Regions from separate parts of the Mus musculus genome. Here regions 1, 2, 3, 4, 5 and 6 are each linked to region 7. Evidence: chromatin contacts called from public HiChIP or PLAC-seq and promoter capture Hi-C data. All regions are on one chromosome and are shown on one strand. The core of a region is the stretch at or near the end of the contact, and the rest is flanking DNA. Distances in the headings are between cores, read along the strand shown. Region 1 holds the start of Lrp11 (low density lipoprotein receptor-related protein 11). Region 2 holds the start of Armt1 (acidic residue methyltransferase 1). Region 3 holds the start of Zbtb2 (zinc finger and BTB domain containing 2). Region 4 has its middle 67 kb from the start of Cnksr3. Region 5 holds the start of Cnksr3 (Cnksr family member 3). Region 6 holds the start of Akap12 (A kinase (PRKA) anchor protein (gravin) 12). Region 7 holds the start of Mtrf1l (mitochondrial translational release factor 1-like).

Region 1 (2,700 bases), core at 64-2,563, 1.8 Mb before region 7:
TGAGTGGAACACAAAACCAACAAGGTCACGAATGTGGGGAAATTTTTGGGCAAGGGATGGAAGAAAAGAATGGAGATGGAGTGACAAGTTTTCCTTCATATTTTTATATCTGAAGGAGCTATGTGTTGGCAGAGAGCCAAACCAGGAAGCAGGAGTGGGTATTTAGGAGCAATTCTGCATCTAATCAAATCTTGTCCTTGCTATTTCCTGCGGTAAAACACGCTTTATAAAACCTATGAGACAAAATAAAACTAAAATAATCTTTACTGGGACAAAGAAGGTTCCGGGCTATCGTCTTAAATCGATCCGTCAGTGCTCTCCGATCTGCCCCCTTATCTTCCAAAGGCAGCCCAACGGACCCTGTCTGCTTCTGCCCCTCTATTGCACTTTCTTAGCACCAGCCCAAAGTCAGAGAAAAATGTGAACCACTTTCCCGGTTACCCACAGCTTTAATCCTCTGGAAGCAGAGAAGTTTGCTCGCTCGATAGCAGGCGGGACCCTCCTGGCGTCGCTTACCTGGCCGGGGAGGGATCCCAGCGGCGTCCTCGGCGCGACTGAGGGTGTAAGTGCGGTACCCGCGGAGTGGCGCGAACTTGCAGACGCTGCGGCCGCGCGCCGTGCAGTTGAACAGGTAGCAGCGGGGTGCGGGCATAGGTGCGGGCACGCTGGGCCCCCGGGGCAGCTGCACCACTGCCACCGAGCAGCTCGGCTCGGAGCAGCAGGCCGTCACGCACTGCCGCCAACCCCGCACGCTCCCGGGTGCGCGCAGGAAGCTGGCTCCCGCCGCGATGGAATCCTGGGTGCGGATGATGGTATCGGGCACCGCCCGGTAGACCGCCGTACCGCCCGCACCCGGGCAATCCTCCCGCGGGCCGCCCAGTAGCTCCGGCTCTAGCTCCTCGCGAGGCCGTGCCCGCTGTAGCTGCCGGCGAAAGTCCTGAAGCAGCCTATCCACTCCGGACGACGGAGCGGCGGGCTCCCCGGGCCGGCTGCCGGGCAGCCAGAGGCAGAGCAGCAGCAGCCCGCGGAGCGCGCGGTGCCGGAAGCCGGGGCCCGGTCCTCCTCCCCTTGTGGCCATGGCACGAGCGCGGCCTCAGAGCTCGGCGGCCCCGGGGCCTGGCTGCTTCACGGAGGCGGCGAGTGTGCCGGCTTCGAGAGGCATCGCGGGCCGGACTCGGCCGGACTCGGCGCCGCCCTGGCCCTGCTACCAGGCTGCGAGCTTTCGGTGCTTCTATCTTCGCTCCGGCCGCGGAAGCGCACCGGGACGACGAGCGGCCTCTACGTGGATCAGCACCGGCGTGCGGACAGCGGCTGCGACGGGGCGGAGCCTGGCGTGCTGGGGCGGCTCCGGGGCGGGACTTCCGCAGGTCTGTCGGTCTCCGGCGCCCGGTGGGGAGGAGGAGGGGACTCCCCGGAGTTGCCTGGCTGCTCCGCGGCTTGATCACACCCTAAGCAGCGTGGGTGTTTGGGCCCATCAGGCCTCATTCAGCAAGCAGACTCGCGCAAGGCCATAGCTCACAGGGCAGGGCACTCGGGGTTGGAGGGAGGGGAAGAGTCAGAAAATCCATCAGTCTAAAGTTCGGGGCTACTACGGAGAGCGACGGGTACAGCCAGGGGACCACAGACAACTTTGGCAGTCTTTTGGAATCCAACTTCGTTGCATTATTTATTATTAAAGAGATTTGGACTATGGTAGGTAATAAAGGAAACAAAACATTTACATTCAGGTTCTAATTCGCCTTTCAGTTTCGTTTAGAGAACTTAAACACCAGAAGTTTAGCAACAGAAAGCTGAACTTGTGAGGAGGCAAAGGCCGGGCAGTATGGGAAGGAGGGTTGGGCCGATTGATGATCTCCCATCAGTTTACTGGGTGTTGGGATGGATGACACCTGATTTAGTTTGACTGATAGAACACAATACTCTGAAGTGTGCGGCTTCAAGATCAAGATATCATCGTATTCATTTCTAAAATGAATGTTAAGTAAGTCAGTGCCCACGAAGTGCTTAGACACGTGGAGAAGCTCATTATTACTAATTTTGAAGTCACCTTTTGTTTTTAAATGCTTTTATTTATTCTTTGAGAATTCCATACATCTTTACCATATTCTAATACCTTCCCCTACTCCACCCAGATCCGCACTCACCTCCCTCCCTTCTTGTTTCACTTTTAAAACCCAAAAACAACATTAAACCCAGAAATGTGGAATCTGAATTGTGTTGACTAGCTCCTCTTGAACATGGGGCCTCCTCTGGAGTAGGGCTTATATACCCAGTGTCACCAGATTGAAAAAACACTACCCCACCCCCAAGCTATTGTGAACAGCTTCTTGGCCAATGGTGGGACTCTATTATCCACTACCTAGCCTCTGTGCTAAGATCTTCTCTGGCTTCGCCCTGAGCAGATCTTGTGCATGCTGTCACAGCCTCCTCAATGCCCTGTTCTGCCTGAAAAACACTATTTCCTCGTACATGGTGTCTTAGTTAGGTTTTACTGCTGTGAGCAGACACCATGGCCAAGGCAACTCTTACAAGGACAACATTTAATTGGGGCTGGCTTACAGGTTCAGAGGTTCAGTCTATTATCATCAAGGCAGGAGCATGGCAGCATCCAGACAGGTATGGCACTGAAGAAGGAGCTCAGAGTTCTGCATCTTCGTCTGACAGCTACTAGAAGATGACTAGCTCCAATGTGGTTAGGAG
Region 2 (2,700 bases), core at 28-2,527, 1.4 Mb after region 7:
CCCTACACAAGTCGTCCTCTGACGTCCATTCCTGGGTAATGTCACAGGTGAGTGCCACACTCCCCCAACACATAAAAACTAATTAAATCATTTGAAAATAAAGTATTTGAAATATGAATTTGGAGCCTAGTGGTGTCTCCCTCTATAATGACACAGAGTATAATGGCAGGAGTATTGGGAGTCCCAGGTCATCCTTCACTACATAATTCAATAGCTCCGTGTCAAAAGAAAACCAACCATCCAGCCAGACAAGAAGATTGGCTACTTAGCCAATGCTTATTTCTGCTCTTACTTATAACTTTGCTCTCAGCGTTGTAGCATATTGTAATTCCCCCTTTGTCCACAGGTTTGCCTTCCCAGGGGCACTCAACCAGTTTAAAAACATTGCAAGTGGAAAATTCCAGCAGTCAACGATCTGTAAGTTTTAAATAATTTTAATTAAATTTAAAGTAAACTAACGTCCCACTAATTGTTCCATTTTGCTATTAGCTGTTTTGGTGAATCGATTGTGCCTAACAAATTTCATGAGAAGTGTGTATAGGGGGGAAAACTCTAAAGATGAAAATTGCAAGAACTACTTCTAATGATGTTTATTTTGGGGGCCAGTGAGATGGCTCAGTGGGTAAAGGCACATGATAAATCTGCTGCCCGCGACCGAGTTCTCGTTGAACTCCTGAGAGGTGAAGGAACAAAATCGGCTCCAGAGCTGTCCTCTGACCTCTAACGCGAATAATGGCATGTGCGCGCACACGCAAAATTAGGACGTTTTTAAATATAGAGTTATTAGTTTGACCCATACCATTAATACACACCGCAGTAGGTATGAGTCCTAATTGTTGGCCCCCGCAGCGCCTTTCCTTCTCACTTGTTAGAGACAAGCTTTTTCCTAATGTATCCCACAGTGAGCTCGAACTCACTACGAGCTCAAGCTGGCTTTAACTCGCAGCAATACTCCTGCCCCAGCGTCTCAATTCGGGACAGAAAGGAAGAAGGTACACAGCGGAACTAGCTAGGTCCTGACGCCGGCCAGCACAGCGAGCCGGCTCTCTCCCACCGAGGTGGGACTCGAACTCTCAGCTTGAGGATCCGGCGCTCCCGACCGCCCACAGCTTCCTCACCCAACATGGGTTTTTTCTCCCAAGAGCGCAAGAAAAAAAAAGCGAGACGCACCCCTCGTCCTTAGCGGAAAGAAACGCCGGGGACTCGGCCATCACACCGGCACCACAAGCCACTCAACTGGCGTCGCCCGGGGTTCAACGGCCGCGGTTCCAGAAAGGAAGCGTTGGAGCTTTTTTTTTTTTTTTTTTTTTTTTTAAGCGCTTTTGAACTCAGAAACTTTATTTGGTGGTCTGGCCAGGGTCAGAACATGGGGCGCAAGGGCCTTCCGGCTACGCGAGCGGAAGCCCTGGAGGACCGGAGGCGGTAGCCCGCCGAGCGGAAGGGGGGGGGGGGGGCGCGGAGCGGTCACGTGTTCGGACGGTCACGTGTCCCAGCTTGCCGGCCTGGGGCTTGCAGTGCGCCTGCGCCGCAGCGGGGCGGGGCGGGGTGTGTTTCCGCAGAGGTTCCTGCGGCGGGAGCGTGCGCGTGGGCGTCGCGGTCGTCCTCTCCGCGCACAGGTCAGTGCTTCGCGCTTCCCCAGCCGGAGAAGCTGGTGAGGAGGTGTGGGCTTCGGCCAGGGCCTGGGAATTTAGCCGGGAATCCGAAGCACCTCAAGCCAAACACTCCCGACCCCGCCGAGTTGGAAGCAGGGCATAGTAGTAGCTGCCAAGGTGCATGAAATCACCTTGAACTTAGGAACTGGAAGAAGTGCTCCCAAAGGTCAGCCCCACTTACCCGCTGAATCTAACCTGGATGCAGCCGCTTTTTTCATTGATGGTATTCTGCATCTCATGTACAATATATTTTGGTTATGTCCACCACCACCCCCAGCCCTGCCGTCAAACGCCTAGGCCTACCCATGTCCCACTCCCAACTTAAAACACTAAGTGCAATTAGTGCTATCCTTAGGCACATGGACATATTATGCTTAAGGATAATGCTCAAAAACTGCAGCTCCCTTGTGTTTCATTTTAAAAATTTACTTGACGCCTCTGTGCCCAAGGACACTACTGTCACTGAGCATAGGGGGACAAACACAGAAACCTGCTTTTGAAGAGAGGCAAAAATCTCCTTTATTGCTTTCTGATATCACTGTCGCTAACTAATATATATTATCCCTTATTTGCTCATTTCCAGAGCTAGCATACTGCACACGGTAAGGAGTAGTCATTGCATGAATTAAAAAGCTAAAAATACAAGGTATGTAAGTGGTGCTAAATATGAGGACAAAGTAAAAAATAGCAAGAGAATGGATGAGTGTTGGTTATAAGTATTAATCCTGTCACTCCAGAGGCAGAGGCCAGCCTGGTGTACAAAGCAAGTTCCAGGCCAGTCAAAGAGAGAAATTATAGGTTATCCAGAGAAATCCAGTCTTGAAAATCCAAAGTGGATGTGATGGATGTGTGTTGGTTATATGTATTATACCAAGTCACTGAGGGAGTCAAGTCCTTAGGAGGAGAGCTTGTGGACAGGTGAGTGGAAAGGCCCAGAGGGCCTGGAACAAAGGCATTCTATAGGGAATGCTGCAGTGTTGCAGAAGGCTCAGAAGGGCGTTTTAGGGGCATTGGCTTTTATTGTAAATGTAAAGCCATCATCAAATTT
Region 3 (2,700 bases), core at 81-2,580, 1.4 Mb after region 7:
ATGTTGGTCTCTTTCTAAAGGAAATAGAGCATTCCAGTGTGAAGGACAGCACTGCTGTTTTACTGATAATGCCCTAGAACTCGCAGGTCACGGTCAGGACTCGTTTGTGGACGCAGACGTTTAAGCACTCTACAAGCCATTCATCTAGCTGATCAAAGGCTAGGAAAGTTCAAGGCAGGTATCCACGGGATCTGTTACTCACACTGGGCAACACTACAGCTACACAGATGTTTACATCCTCGAAGAAATTAGTCATCAGTAGGTGTACATACAACTGGATTGCTAAGCACACTCACTCGAGGTTTCTAGGACGCACAGTCAGTGTACAGCATTGTGCTAGGAGTCTGACTTTCAAAACCAAACGGGTTTGGCATCAAGGTCCTTACAGACTTCTGTGCTGGCAAGCCAAGTGTTAGCTGCCAGCACTTATTTACAAACAAGCGTAAAATCTAAGCTATGTAAAGTAAACCACTAACTCAAGCACGCAAAAGGGATAAAACTGTACTACCTGAAGCACAACTTCTAGCAAAAGGGAAACATAAAAGGTCAACTTTAAACCCTTAAGAAGGTTCAATCAGGGCATTCCAATTCCCCCGCCATGTTACCTGTTTCAGAATCTCCCTTTAACACACCCCACAGGATGGCAACTCTTGACTCTACTCCACTAGATCCTCAAGAGACCAAAAGTCAACCAGAGTATCGTCCTGTCCAAATGCACACAGCGCAAAGCACCACAAAGCTTAACGCGCAGGGAAGTATCCCACTCAATCCTAACGGAAACAGCTTAGCCTACAAGTCGCCTATGCAACGCAGCAAGCACCTCGACCTCGCAACACAGGACATGCAACGATAGCTACTTCTGTATGACTTTCAGCCAGCACCGATCAACAACAGCCCAACTCCGTATCTTCGGACGAATAGCTAACCCGGAGCAGTCCAAGGACAAAGGCAGAGAGAGCCAAGAGATGTCAAGCATCTCTTGACAGGAGAACGGGCATGCGTCTCCCTCTGCACCCCTGAAAAGACCGTCTGCAGCGGCAGGACTGGTCCTACCTAAACACTCTGTAAACAAGGGGGCCGGGCCGCCAGCCTCCGGGCCCGGCCGCTGAGAAGTTTCCTCGCCTCAGCTGCACATGGCTTGCAGAACTTTGGCTGGGGCCGCGAGCCCAGGCTGGGTGGAAGCCGCAGCGCCGAGCTGCAGGCGGCGGCAGCAGCGGCGGCGGCGGCGGCGACGGCGGCAGAGCAGCAGGAGGCGGAGGCGGGCGGGCAGGGGGGAGGGGAGCGGCTGGGGGGGCGGAGGGGCTCTTGCCGCCACTGCTCTCTCGCCGCCTCTCCCCCCCGGCGGGAGCCGCTCTCAGCCGCTTTGCACTAGTCGCTCCGCTCTCTCGGTCATGTGACCTTAACGTAACCGGACAGGAAAAGCCCCGCCGCCGCCGCCCGCCGCCGCGCCGGAGACACCGACCGCGGCGGCAGCAGCAAGCAGCAGCAGCAGCAGCAACGCGGGGCAGAGGCGGCGGCGGGGACAGTTAGGCCAGGCCGCCCGGCTCTGCCTCCCCTCTCACGCCCCGCCGCGGCCGCCCGCACCGGCGACAGGTAAGCGCGCACCGCCACCGCGTCCCGGGGCCCACGTGCCGCCCCCGGCCCGGGCTCCGGGAAGCAGCAGGGAGGGGCGGGAGCCGCCGGAGCTCGCAAACGGTTCCGGCAGCGGCCGTGGCAACAAAGGCGACGAATGACTCCCGGTCCCGGGGCTCCCGGCGAAGGCAGGCGGCGGGCCCTAGCGCGCGGGGCGCCGGGGCGGGGGCGGCCCCGGCGGGGCGGGGGCGGCGACGGCGCCAGGCGCCGGGGCCCTAGCCGCCTGACAAAACCATCCAGGCAGCCGGGCGGCGGCGAGTCGCGGCCGCTCCATCCGGGGCTTCGCAGGAGGGGGAGGGGACGGAAGCCGAGAGGGCGGGCGCAAGGGGAGGGGGCGCTCCGCGTTCCGGTCCTAGTCGCCGGTGTCTGCTGCCCGCCGCGGCCAAGGGCGTCCGGAGCGGGCGGCTGCCGGTGAGCGGTCCCGCGCCGGAGCCCCGCCAGGTGGGCCCATCAGGTGCGTACTCGGCCGTCGCCTCCCGCCGGGGTTGTTGTCTTCGCCGCCTCGGCGGCCAGGCCGCGAGCTGCGGAAGTGGGTTTGGGGGAGGGGAGGCAGCAGGGAGGGGGAGGGGAGGGATCCGGTCGGACCGGAGCAGGCCCGGCCTCTCTGGCGCGTCTCCCAGCTGCAGCGGCTCCTACAGCTGCTGTCGCTACTGCTACGGCTCCGCCTCCCGCTCGCGGGCGGGGGCGCGCACGCGCGCTTCCGGCCTCGGGTCTCGCGCTGTCTGAGGCTCTCGCGCGCGCTGCTCCCCTCCCCTCCCCCCTCCCGCCCCTCCACCACGCCCCTGGCGCCGGGGCCGTGGCGCCGGCCGGGGCGGTGCGCGCGCGAGGCGTAGGCGTCGGCATTGTGTTGGGCGCCGCGGGACTCGGGGCGCGGGCGCGCGGGCGCGGGCGCGGGCGCGAGCGTGCGGGGCCTAAGGGAGGGGCGAGCGAGCGAGCGAGCGGCGCGACCAGAGTGCGTTGCTCCCCCTCCCCTGGGCCCCTGGGGCGGACCCGGACGCCGCTCCGCCCGCTCCGCCCCCTCCCTTGCGGGGCGGGGCCAAGGCCTCCTGGGCGGGTCTTCGCTGCCTA
Region 4 (2,700 bases), core at 104-2,603, 1.5 Mb before region 7:
TACCCCAACTTATATATAAGTAAAAGTGAAAGTCAGTTTTCCCAGACTCCTTTGCGGGTATAGCTGAGGACTTAGATGCTTTTGTTGGTTTGTTTGTTTTCGAGACAGGGTTTCTCTGTGTGGCTTGGTCATCCTGGAACTCACTCACTCTATAGATCAGGCTAGCCTCGAACTCAGAGTTCTGCCAGCCTCAGCTTCCTGAGTGCTGGGATTAAGGGTGTATGCCACTGTGCATCACGAGCAGGAGGCAGGTTTAACTAAATAACTACTCCCACGGGCAGAGATGCTCAGCCAGACAGCTACAGTGAAACGGTAGGCGATAAATGGGTTAAAGGAAGATTGGAACGTAGGACTCTGAAACCCAGGGAAAGTTCTAGTAGGGCCTATAGTGGCCAAATCTCCCACACATGTCACTTTGGGTCACAAGCATCCTTTAACCCTCATAGACTTTTATAATACAATCATCTGTAGTTTCACAGCTGTAGAAAGGCAGGGAAGTGCTCTTAACACACAGACAGACACCTGGGGAAAGTCTCTCACTCTAAAACCATGGGGCTGCTACACAGGACATGTGACACGCTGTTCTGGATACTTAAGGGTGTCTAGAATTAGCAATATTCTCACAAGGACAGTTTTGTGACATGGCTCTCCATCCTTTCTGGAAACAATTTAAAATGCTAATGGACTTGATTTCTTCTTAATCCAGAGTTATATGATGGCTATACGGTAGCTTTCTAATAGTAGCAACAGAGAAGAGTGGTGGGAAGGACTGTTGGTTAGTAGCGGGCACTTGCCTTCTACATGCTCTGGGATAGATCTGAACTGGCTGAGGCCCATGGGGTACAAAGATATTCCAGAAAATGTCCCACTCTATACCGTTTAAAGCTTGAAGGGACTTTGAAGTGGTTTTAAAGTTCAATTCTCGCATTATTTCATTAAGAAGTCAGAGTGAAATGGCATGTGTATAGACTCACATAGTTAGTTAATAGAAAAATCTACATATTCAGAATCATTCTCTCCCTTAAATTTCTCACATTAAAAAGAAAAAGAGAGCTGGAGGATTGCTCCCCCTCAGAGCAGATGCAGCTCAAAGAATAAACTCTGAGCATTGCTTTCTACGTTAAAGCTTCCAGTCTATTAACGTTCATTTGGGGAGAAGTTGTCTCATCGTTGCAGCCCCCCACAGACACAGGAGAGCTTCCCTGAGCTGAAGTGAGCTGGCTTTCTGTCACGGGAGTGGGCATTTCCTTAAGCAATGCCGTCCCTTTCTTTTTAATAACACATGGCCACTTTGAGTATTGAGCTGCTCCTGGCCCTTCCTGCCCCTACTCCCCACAGGGAAGAATGCTGTGCTGGCTTAAAGCTGAGGCAAATACTTCTCCTTATGCTTCTTAAACAAGCCAAATATGTTCTCCGCTCTCTTGGAATTTGCTTGCATTTTATTATTCTTCTATTTTTTTCCTACATGAAGCATGTGCCAGACGACTAAGCAGATTACTATGCGTGTTTCACACAGATTAGCAGCTGCCTTCCAGCTTCAGGAGATGGATTTGGGCAACTAAAAACAGTACTTGGGGAAAAAAAAGCACTCTGATATTTTTCTCTGTGTGTATGTGTGTTCCAGAATGTGTGTGTGTGTGTGTGTGTGTGTGTGTGTAGTGTGTGTGTAGTGTATGCATGTGTGCATATGCAGGGCATGTATATGCGTTTGTGTGTGAATGTGGAAATCAGAGGTCTCCCTCAATTGTTTGCCATCTTATTTTGGGGAACAGGGTTTCTTATTGGGACAGAGACTCATCCATTAAGTTAGATTGCCTTAGGGAGCCCTGTAAATCTTTCTGTCTTTGTCTCTTTAGAGCTGGGATCATAGGAGCCTGCTGTCCTGTGTGGACACTTTACTGTGGGTTCTGGGAGATTGAATTCAAATCCTCAGGCTTGCAGGACAAGCTCTTTACCAACTGAGCCATCTCTCTGGCCCTCTGACTTCTCTCAAAGGAAAATAGAAGATGTTTTGGGATGGGCATAGAGGGAGGAGGAAAAGAGATAGAGGAAGCTTGGGGGCAGTGGATGGTGAATGTGTGGTCATTATCTTCATTCTTGAGCTGGTTTCATAGCACTGATCCTGCCTCTGGTTAAATTGTACATTTGGGGTATTTGCAGCCTGTCCCATGTGCATTGTTCTTCAGTAATGCTTTTTTTTTTTTAAACAATAAAGCTAATGCAGCTGGGTGTGGTGGCTCATGCCTATCATGTTAGAGCTTTTGAGGCTAAGACAAGAGCTTTGCTGTAAGTTTGAGGCCAGCCTGGGCTACAGAGCAAAATATTGTCTTACAAATACAAACATAGGTGAAGGGGATGGCTCATAGGGGAAGTTGATGAAGCCTTGCACATGCACTCTGGAATTCACACAAACACTCCCATCCACACATGGACAGATATATATATATCTCACAAACATACAAATACACATGTACACCTATATACACACAAATACATATACATGTATATACACACATGCAAACACACATGCATACACATACATACATACACACAGACACACATACACACATATACACACATACATGCATACAAACATACACGGAGGCATACGTATATACAAACACACATATATATGCACAGATATACACATGCATATACACACACATACACAGACAAACACATACATAGACACACAAATAC
Region 5 (2,700 bases), core at 43-2,542, 1.4 Mb before region 7:
AGATGAATTACTTGCTTGGTCATCTAATCATATAGCTATTTTCGAAACTGTAGGCACAGTTCCCACTGTGCAGAGGTCAAGATGGTTAAGGAAAGACAGATGTCAAAGATCATTTCTTAAAAAGAGGGCAGCTACTCTACCAGGAATTTTCTCATGGCCGGTGTCAAGTTTCTGGGTTGGGTAATTACTCTTGGTTAAAAAAAAAAAATCGCTATTTTTGATAGTTGTACCTCTCCATTGCATAGACGAATTGCTCAGGAAGGCTAAGACAGTGTGTACGCTGTACACCCAAAACACTCACTATACAACAGATAGCTGGGTGCTAGCAGTGATTCTCACGTGTAATAGAGAGCAGCTATCCTAACAGAGGAAATATGAACGCAGTGGTTGGTGCAGGGAAAGCAACTGCGGGTATTTACTGAATCAATAAACACTAGCCACTCCCTTACTTCAGAAGATAAGTAGTTGGAAGGGGAAGATCAGATCCAGCTCAATATACCCCAATAACAAGCAGCTTCCTCCTTGGATAGGGTTAATAGTTGCTCAGGGGAAGATGGAAATCAATAACTATAATTGAAAGAAGACTTCACTAGGGCCAAAAGAGTGTCTGCATGTGTGTGGGAGGGAGGTAAACACCGGTTATAGGGTTTTCCCCAGACCCGCGCTCTGCTTCCAAATTGAGGCTTGTAGTACAGAAAGGGCTTTCCTCTCCCTGTCAGAGGCTGAACTAGGCAAGGTTCTCTCTTTTTTTCTTTTCTTTTTTGGCTCGCTGACAACTTTCGCCTCAGGGTTAATGACTAATCTGAATCGAGCGTTAGGTCATTTTGAAAATATGACTATTACATTATGTCAAAACACAACTCAAAGAGCTGCCATTCTGGTGTTATTAAACCGAAGAGTTGATACACTGTAGCGGCCTTGGAGCAGTGGCACACCGCCATCCATTTGTCCAAAACACACACAACTGGCCTACTTTAGGAAACTTAAAAGGCTGAATAGCTAAGGCGAGATTGCGACTCGAAGCTTTTAAAAACGAGAACAGACACATCTCAAACCAACACACAAAGACAAAAAAACCTGTTTACAGGATTCAGCTGCCACTAAGCTGGGACCTCTTCGGAGCCAAGCGGCTCTCCAGGACTCAGGCTGCAGCTCCAGCCCACCCCTTGAAGAGGAAAAGTAGATCCCTGGCGTCCGGAGCTGGGACGTAGGAGGGAAAGAAACCGGAGTCTACGTCATCGCGGCCCCGCCCCTCTCACGTGTTGCTCCCGCTCCGCCCCGCCCCCTCTCTTATTCCGGCAGCGCCGAGCGGAGCAGAAACTTTGCAACCCGAGCGCGCACGCTCCGCTTTTTTCCTCCGCCCGGGCGGCCCGCGACGGTGGCGCAGGAGGTGGGACCCACTGGCGGGAAGGCTCGAGGCGGGGGCGCACGCGGAGTGGGGACCTCGGGGACGGACACCGCTCGCAGGAGCCGCGGAGGGCCAGCCGACCTAGAAGTTCCCGGCCAGAAGAGTCCCACGCCAGGGCAGCCCCGGCCTGGGGTTTGAGGTTGCAACCTGCTCCCGCTGCTGCGGTGGTTGCGGAGAAGCAGCTGTAGCAGAGAGCGGCGTCGGGGGAACTGCATCTGGACAGCGGTAGCTGCGGGGAGCAGCCGTACGGGACATAGCTGTCCCGTGCGCAGAGACCCAGGGCCGCGCTTCCCTCGCAGAAACCGCAGCGCGATGGCCCGCTGACTGCGGCCATGCAGGCTTGAGCGGACTCCCGGCACACGCAGGGGACAACCACGGGCGCAGGCTGCAGGACTCCTGTCGATTGCCTAGCCCAGCGGACAGCGAAGCTGCTTACCATGGAGCCCGTGACCAAGTGGAGCCCCAAACAAGTGGTGGACTGGACTAGAGGTGAGCGAGCCGTGGAGGACCCCCGCGCCCTACAGCCGGGGAGATGGGGCGGGCCAAGAGTTGGGCACTGGAGTGCTCTGCCCCTCCTGCCGGCGACAAAGCAAACTTCTACTGAGCGGCTTGTGCGTCTCTTTCTGGTGCGCCTGCTCCGATCGGTTTCTTTCGGTGGGGGTGCGCGTTGACTGCAGCCGACTGGACACCTATATTTAAGTCAGGGAGCTATGGGATGGCCTTTCCGTGGAAGATTGGCTGGGAATGTGGGGCTTGGGATTTGGCGCCAGGGCACTCTCTCTGCCAGTTCGGGTACGGTGGACTTGCTGCCTGTAGCCAAGCGCAGAGGCACAAGGCGTCTTTGTGTGGGTGACTGCCCCTGGCCCTGGATCTAGTAAAGGCTGCGGGCCCAGAGCAGTTCGCGGGCGTGACCTGGCAGTTGGGCAGGTAGACGAAGGCTCCTGCGGCCAGCCCAGCCTGTTTGTTTGGGTTGGAGAGGGCGAACGGGCTTTCGCGCCTGCGAGGACCCTAGCGCCAGGACTCCCGCAGAGGCAGGGACTCAGCTCTGGAGGCGCCAGGACCCCCAAGGGCGCAGCGTTTTGAGGCCAGTTAAGCACTGAGAGGGAGCCGAGTGTCTGGACTACAGTCTGGTTCTGTACAGTACTCGGGAAGAGGAAACTCAGTGGGTGCTGGACGGTGTAGCAGGAGTGGAAGGGTCCCTGTTACTTTATCTTGTCTCTCCCGTGATTGCTAGGGATAGTTGCTAGAGTTACTCAGCTCTCTTTGACCTCTTTCAATAGTACAAAGTTTAC
Region 6 (2,700 bases), core at 29-2,528, 1.6 Mb after region 7:
CAGCCCTGGGCTACAGAGTGAGACCCAGTCTTAAAACAAGTAAGCAAATTAATTAATTAACAACCCTAAACAATAACAAAACAAAAGGAACAGAAGTAAAATACAATAATGAGAGCAAGACACAAAGGTAAAGGCTGTGATGGGCAGGGCAGGGTCAAATATTCCAGTCTCAAACTAAGCATCCCTATAAAATGCAGTATATCTAGAGCTTTACAGTGGACTCGACAGAAAGAGTGCAAGGAACGCTTACTTAAGCCTTTTCCTACATCCGTGCAGAACTTCTAACTCCAATGTTTGTTTATCCAACTGAGTCCACAGGCAGTAAACTGTGAGAAAGGGAGACAGGACTCCAGGAGCTTTGCCTATCCCTCCATTCGTGCTTCTGCTCCGGTTCTCTCTGTCTGGAAGAGAGCTACATGCATGGCTCTCTGCATTAGCTAGGCGGTGTCCCAGGCGCTGCCGCAGGACTCTGGGTACCAGACCTGGTGGCCCGGGTGGAAGCTGGTATCAAGGCCAACACTGGGCGGGGAACCTAGAACCTAGGTTTGCCCTGCTTCAAAGCAGGTCCCGACTTCCCCACTCTGGGACCTGGGATCTAGGGGTGTGTAAAGTGGCTTAAGAAGCCTGGCCGTGGTCAATTCTTACGGATGCCCCACCGGCCATCCCCCAGGCTGCCAGCCCACCGGAAGAGAGAAGAAAGACTAGAGAACGGCGGTCAGGGCAGATATGATGGTTGCAGAAGGGCTGGCTAGGTCGCCGCCCTTAGAGACCCTCCACAAAGATGCCAGCCCCGCCCCGGTGCAAAAGACCCCAGAGACTGCACAGGGCTGCGCTCGAGTTTGCAGATGGGCTGTACCGGCGGGAAGTTGTGGCAGGCGGAAACCGCCGGGACGCCCCATCTCCATCCCGCCCCACCCGGGCAGGTGGCTGCAGCTTACCTTGGTGGCGGGGTCCGCGTCAGCGGGATCTCCAGCTGCTCCCGACGCTTCCGCTGCGGGCCCATGGCCACTGAGCTCCAGCTCGCTCGGCGTGTCGCTCTCCGCCGGCTGCTCGGGGCTCCGCTGCTCGGTGGAACTGCCTGCACCCATGGCTCAGTGGCTTTCCTACTCTCGCCGGCTAGCCGTCTTCCTGGGACCGCGGAGAAGCAGAGGGGCGAGGAGATGTGCGCCCAGGACCACAGGGACTAAGGGGTGAGGAGCACCCGCTCTCCACGATCCTGCTGAGAACACACCCGGACTGAGAATGAAGGGGACGCGCTCGTGGCAAACTCCTTAAAAGAAAAAAAAAAAAAAAAAGCCACCTCGTAGCCTCCTCCCCCCTCCTTGTTTTTCCCTCCCTTCATCACATGAGCACAGCCCAGACACGCCTTGCAGCATCTCCCCCTAGGCTGCTAGGACCAGAGGCTCCGACACCAGGCCCCCAGCAGCCCACCCCGCCCCCAGGGCTTCTCGGGTCATTAAAGGGGGACGAGGGGTTTGGGGTCTGTCCCAGGGCTGCAGAAGGTTCAGGAGCAGCAAAGAAGGGGGCGGGGGCAAAAGCTTTGTTTTTTTAATGTAATGATTGATAACCCAAGGTTGGATCTTCTGCAGACTAAGGATTTACATTTGACCAGGCGGGAACCCAAATCCCCATTTGCTTTTCTTCAGGTTGGGTTTGACTTTAAGCATTTGTTTCTAGCTTTCTCTCCTTCAGCCGGAGAAAGGAAGCCCTCCTGGGCTGCTCCTGAGCCTGGCCATATTAGGGCGGCTCACGTGGCAGGAGCTGGGAAACCCAGAGGTTGATGCAGTCAGGCCACCGCTGAGGTGGGCCCAGCGTCCCCATGATCCCAGCCAGTGATGTCAGCTGATGCCATCAACAGAACTCGCCGCCCTCTTTCCCCGGGGAACGCGCGGGGAAATGAAGCTGTTACTGGAAATGTGCCTGTCCTTTGAGCGTCTGATGCTGAAGGTTACACATCCAGGCCATTCGTCTCTCTCCCGACGCTTAAACACCACATTGGCTTAGGTCTGCTTAGTCGCCATCGGCATTATCAAAACACGAAGATTTCTCTCGTACTAGCAAAGAAAGGGCCTGTCTGTTTTCTTCCTCCACTTGATTAAATACTCATTGTATTAACATGGCAGCCAATAAGTCTTAAATTGAAATTTTGTTAGATTACCCGTCACTAAGCATTAAAATGCTAGGGGGAAAAGATGAAATGATGTCAGGTGAGCCCGGTGCCATGATTCGTGTCTGAAATCCTGATGCTTCAGTGGCTGAAGTTGGAGGGTTAGCTTGAGCCTGAGGCCTGCATGGGGTAGGTAGTGAGTGAGTTTCAGCCAAGTCTGAGAGCCACAAAGCGAGGCTCTGTGGATGAGTGAAGGAATTAGTGATTTAAAATCAGTAAGAGCATTGAATCTAGATGCCAGATAAATATCTTGTCCCTAGATTTGATACAGGTTACTTGAGTATCAATGAAAACATTAATTTAGCTAATAACACTTGGTCCTTATTCATGGTCATTTAAGTGTTTATTGGGAACAACTCGGTTTTTCAGGATAAAATTTGGTTTCTCCACTTATTTCGGAAGGCCAGTTTCTTTGGGGTTCATTCATTTAGAAACAGACTTTCAAGTTGCTTTTAGTTATTTGTAAGTGTGTCACCTATCTCAATTTGTCTTGTTTGTTGAGAAAGAATTTCTCACAATCTAGTTCAGGCTAG
Region 7 (2,700 bases), core at 114-2,613:
GAAATTAGTAATTTTGATTAGTGTTAATGGTAAGAGTACCCATTTGATTCTAAACAGAGAACAGTTTGATCAGCAGTGAACCACCATGGTCCAAAAAACAGCTAGTAATCCAGTAGAATTCGCAAGTAGACTAAGCTTCAAATTCTGCATCCTCAGGAGTGGCTTGTCTGGTTTATTCACATCCTGTTACCCACTTCTCTGGTAGGCAGTGGTTAAGTCTTTTGAATTGCAAATACATAAGTTAGTAGTCAGGAGGGTGGATGTCCACTAGAGGGAGGCCTTTGATTTTTCTCTCTTTCTTTTTTTAATTGCAGGGCTGCAGACAGCCTTGAGCAAGGTAAGCAAGTACTCCCCGAGAGTTACAACTTCAGAGCAGAATGAGGAAAGTTTTAAAATGCTTCATTGTGTTGTAGTTTGTTAGTTTTAACTTGGATATGGAGGAGGAGGGAGCAACAGCAAGAAAGTGAGAGAGCAATGGAGAGTCGGATTGAGTGAATCAGAATGTGAGGCAGGAAACGGAGAAACCTAGTGCTTGGTGTGGTGGGTGACGATAGGAAAACAGATTTTGTAGCGTCCCTGGGAGGTTTAGTAGGATATGCCTGTCCTTGAAAGGAACCTATGTCAGATGACCACCCTATAATTAAGCCTTAGAGACTGGAGATAGATGACTTCTGTGGCTGTGGACTCTGTGCCTGCTGGTCGCTTGACTATCCTTAAGTCTCACAGCCTTGAGAAGCAAACCTTCACCTTCAGACTGCAGACACCTGCTGTTCACTCCAGCCTGGCTCGCTGGGGAACAGGTCTTGGGGAGCAGCCAAACTCGGCCTGAGGGCGGAGTCGAGGCTTCAGAGTTGGTCTGGAGGTGAGGCTTCTGAGTTCAGCCTGTAGGCGGAACTAGGTGGAGCTCCACCCTGAGAGACGAGGCGGAGGAAGCGCTTCCTCCAGGAGCCGACCCGAGAAGGCGGGACTGAGGCGTTAAAGCTCCTTCCCTAGAGAACAGGGCTGAGGAGGCGGAGCCGCGCTTTTGGAGTTTCCTTTGGAGGGCGGGGCCGAGGAAGCGGAGCTGAGGCATTGGAGCTCTTCCCTAGAGGCCGGTCTGAGGAGGTGAAGTTCTGTCTCAAGGCGGGGCTGAGGCATTGGAGGCACTCGCTATCTCAAGGTCACGCCTAGGCAGCAGAGCTCGCCCACTAGAAGTGGGAGTCAGGCGTGGGTGGTTTCCACGCCCCCGTGGAGGCGGGGCTGAGACGGTGGAGCTCCGCCCTGAGGGGGGCGGGCTGAGGCCCCAGACCTGTCCCATTTGGAGGAGGAGCTGAGAATCCGGAGCCCCTCCCCTGGGGTAGGGCGGAGACTTCGGCGCTCGGGTTGGAGGCGGGGCAAACGCGTCCAGACCTCCCTGCCCGCTTGCCTTTTGACTTTAGAGGACCTCCAGGCTGTACTACGCTTTGCCGGAAGTTCTCGTAACATTTCCGGCAGAACATTTCTGGATCGGAGACCTTCCTAGAGTGTTTGTATATTTTCTGCTAGGTGGGCGGCCCAGCCAGGATGCGGAGCGGGTTTCTGAGCGGTGCCCGGCGCCTGTGGGCCCGCCGCGCCTTCAGCCGCACGCCGCCGCCTTCCGAGGAGCTCCTCGCCCGCGGCGGGCCCCTGCGGGCCTTCCTGGAGCGCCGCGTGGGCTCGGAGGCCGGTGGTCTGGACGCTGGGTACCCCCAGCTGGCCGCGGCCGCCCGACTGCTGAGCGAGAAGGAGCGGGAGCTGCGGGACACGGAGTCATTGCTGCACGGTAAGCCACCCGCTCTAGTGGGTTCGGAAGCCATCTGCGTTCCAGATCTTGTCACTAGGGTTCTGACAATCCTCCATTGGGCTCTCTAGAGCAGTCCCTGGACAAGGTGCTCTGCCAAGTTAGTCCTCTGAAGTCACTAAGGTTCTCGGTTGCTTCCTCTCCCCTCCTGGTGTAAGACCCCCGAAGCTAGGCCTCCGCTCAAGTCCCGGGATGAGCTGGCCAGCACCCCAGTGACCCGAGAGAAAACCACACCTGATGCAAACTGCAAGAGGTTTTATTATCAGCTAGCTGAGGACGGTGCCGGGCAGGGGAGTTCGACCCCAAGCAGTGGCAGTAGGGGGCTTTTAACAGCTAGCTGAGGAATTGGGAGGAGTTGGGAGGAGAGTTGGGAAGAGTTGGGAGGAGTTGGGAAGAGAGTTCTTCTCTTTTCTGTGTCCTTGGTGAAATTTACAAGGCAGGAGTGGGTAGTGAGTTCTTTCTGAATTTTTATCTCCGTGTCCTCAGCACAGGAAGGCAGGCATCTCTGGTTGTAAAGTATAGAAACAAAAAGGCTTTTTGCTGGCTATAGAGAACAAAGAGCTTCTTTCTGGCTGTATTTTTAGAGATCAGGGAAAGCAAGCTTGGGGAACGTCCAGGGGCTTTCTTTACCTTCCAGGGAGAAATGCTCTGTAAGTTGGGGTCTCACACTGGCAGCTCAGCTGCACAGGAAAGACTCGCTAGTCCCAGCAGAGGAACTAAAGCCGCAGGTGAGTGTATGGCATTGGCACACTGCAGTGCAAGAGGAGCGATGCACTGTATGGTTAGAACTCGAGACCTGGAAATTCATGTTTCCCTCGAGATTCCAAAGTGTCTGCGTTCCTAAAGCCTCCAGAGACGTCTGCCGAGTAGAACACACTTGGGAACTTAAGGCTTGATTCAGA

The links. Promoter capture Hi-C pulls out the DNA fragments that hold promoters and counts their contacts. HiChIP or PLAC-seq counts read pairs in DNA pulled down with a chosen protein or histone mark.
Region 1: a promoter capture Hi-C map of embryonic stem cells shows a contact between it and region 7, with 7 times the contacts expected there. The contact joins the promoter of Lrp11 here to the promoter of Mtrf1l in region 7. A contact is called at or near these places in 9 of 39 promoter capture datasets (the 3T3-L1 cell line, 3T3-L1-derived adipocytes, embryonic stem cells and 5 more), 1 of 484 Hi-C or Micro-C datasets (embryonic stem cells), 3 of 115 datasets of contacts at active chromatin or transcription factors (embryonic forebrain, extraembryonic endoderm stem cells and stem cell-derived neural progenitor cells) and 3 of 9 other capture datasets (adipose tissue, embryonic stem cells and liver).
Region 2: a contact with region 7 is called in a promoter capture Hi-C map of pre-B cells, with 6 times the contacts expected there. The contact joins the promoter of Armt1 here to the promoter of Mtrf1l in region 7. A contact is called at or near these places in 8 of 39 promoter capture datasets (the C10 cell line, embryonic stem cells, erythroid cells and 3 more), 4 of 484 Hi-C or Micro-C datasets (CD8 T cells, cardiomyocytes, embryonic stem cells and 1 more), 3 of 115 datasets of contacts at active chromatin or transcription factors (astrocytes, extraembryonic endoderm stem cells and stem cell-derived neural progenitor cells) and 3 of 9 other capture datasets (embryonic stem cells, liver and macrophages).
Region 3: a promoter capture Hi-C map of hematopoietic stem and progenitor cells shows a contact between it and region 7. The contact joins the promoter of Zbtb2 here to the promoter of Mtrf1l in region 7. A contact is called at or near these places in 19 of 39 promoter capture datasets (the 3T3-L1 cell line, 3T3-L1-derived adipocytes, the C10 cell line and 13 more), 5 of 484 Hi-C or Micro-C datasets (CD4 T cells, Th1 cells, liver and 2 more), 5 of 115 datasets of contacts at active chromatin or transcription factors (astrocytes, embryonic forebrain, large pre-B cells and 2 more) and 2 of 9 other capture datasets (adipose tissue and liver).
Region 4: a contact with region 7 is called in an H3K27ac HiChIP or PLAC-seq map of embryonic stem cells, with 10 times the contacts expected there. The contact joins the enhancer-like site here to the promoter of Mtrf1l in region 7. A contact is called at or near these places in 5 of 39 promoter capture datasets (the 3T3-L1 cell line, hippocampal neurons and liver) and 2 of 115 datasets of contacts at active chromatin or transcription factors (astrocytes and embryonic stem cells).
Region 5: a promoter capture Hi-C map of pre-B cells shows a contact between it and region 7, with 6 times the contacts expected there. The contact joins the promoter of Cnksr3 here to the promoter of Mtrf1l in region 7. A contact is called at or near these places in 13 of 39 promoter capture datasets (the 3T3-L1 cell line, the C10 cell line, cranial neural crest and 9 more), 5 of 484 Hi-C or Micro-C datasets (Sertoli cells, bone marrow-derived macrophages, embryonic stem cells and 2 more) and 7 of 115 datasets of contacts at active chromatin or transcription factors (cardiomyocytes, embryonic forebrain, embryonic stem cells and 3 more).
Region 6: a promoter capture Hi-C map of pre-B cells shows a contact between it and region 7, with 7 times the contacts expected there. The contact joins the promoter of Akap12 here to the promoter of Mtrf1l in region 7. A contact is called at or near these places in 1 of 39 promoter capture datasets (pre-B cells) and 1 of 115 datasets of contacts at active chromatin or transcription factors (embryonic stem cells).

Annotation. Positions count from the first base shown.
Region 1 is chr10:7,588,430-7,591,129 of GRCm38.p6, reverse strand. Lrp11 (low density lipoprotein receptor-related protein 11) reads right to left here and starts at 1,313. Exons shown (of 7, transcript NM_172784.4): 1 at 517-1,313. The coding sequence starts at 1,078.
Region 2 is chr10:4,431,182-4,433,881 of GRCm38.p6, reverse strand. It overlaps Armt1 (acidic residue methyltransferase 1), which reads right to left and starts at 1,277. Exons shown (of 5, transcript NM_024261.2): 1 at 1,171-1,277. The coding sequence starts at 1,211. It overlaps Rmnd1 (required for meiotic nuclear division 1 homolog), which reads left to right and starts at 1,494. Exons shown (of 13, transcript NM_025343.6): 1 at 1,494-1,616.
Region 3 is chr10:4,386,738-4,389,437 of GRCm38.p6, reverse strand. Zbtb2 (zinc finger and BTB domain containing 2) reads left to right here and starts at 1,330. Exons shown (of 3, transcript NM_001033466.3): 1 at 1,330-1,593.
Region 4 is chr10:7,277,699-7,280,398 of GRCm38.p6, reverse strand. No RefSeq gene overlaps it. Among named protein-coding and RNA genes, the nearest start is that of Cnksr3, 67 kb to the right of the region's middle. Within about 2 kb of position 1,353, at least 35 of the 459 cell types and tissues checked have an H3K27ac peak or open chromatin away from gene starts, as enhancers often do.
Region 5 is chr10:7,210,829-7,213,528 of GRCm38.p6, reverse strand. Cnksr3 (Cnksr family member 3) reads left to right here and starts at 1,292. Exons shown (of 13, transcript NM_172546.2): 1 at 1,292-1,897. The coding sequence starts at 1,846.
Region 6 is chr10:4,264,907-4,267,606 of GRCm38.p6, reverse strand. It overlaps Akap12 (A kinase (PRKA) anchor protein (gravin) 12), which reads right to left and starts at 1,278. Exons shown (of 4, transcript NM_031185.3): 1 at 939-1,278. The coding sequence starts at 1,088.
Region 7 is chr10:5,822,606-5,825,305 of GRCm38.p6, reverse strand. Mtrf1l (mitochondrial translational release factor 1-like) reads left to right here and starts at 1,363. Exons shown (of 7, transcript NM_175374.3): 1 at 1,363-1,780. The coding sequence starts at 1,543.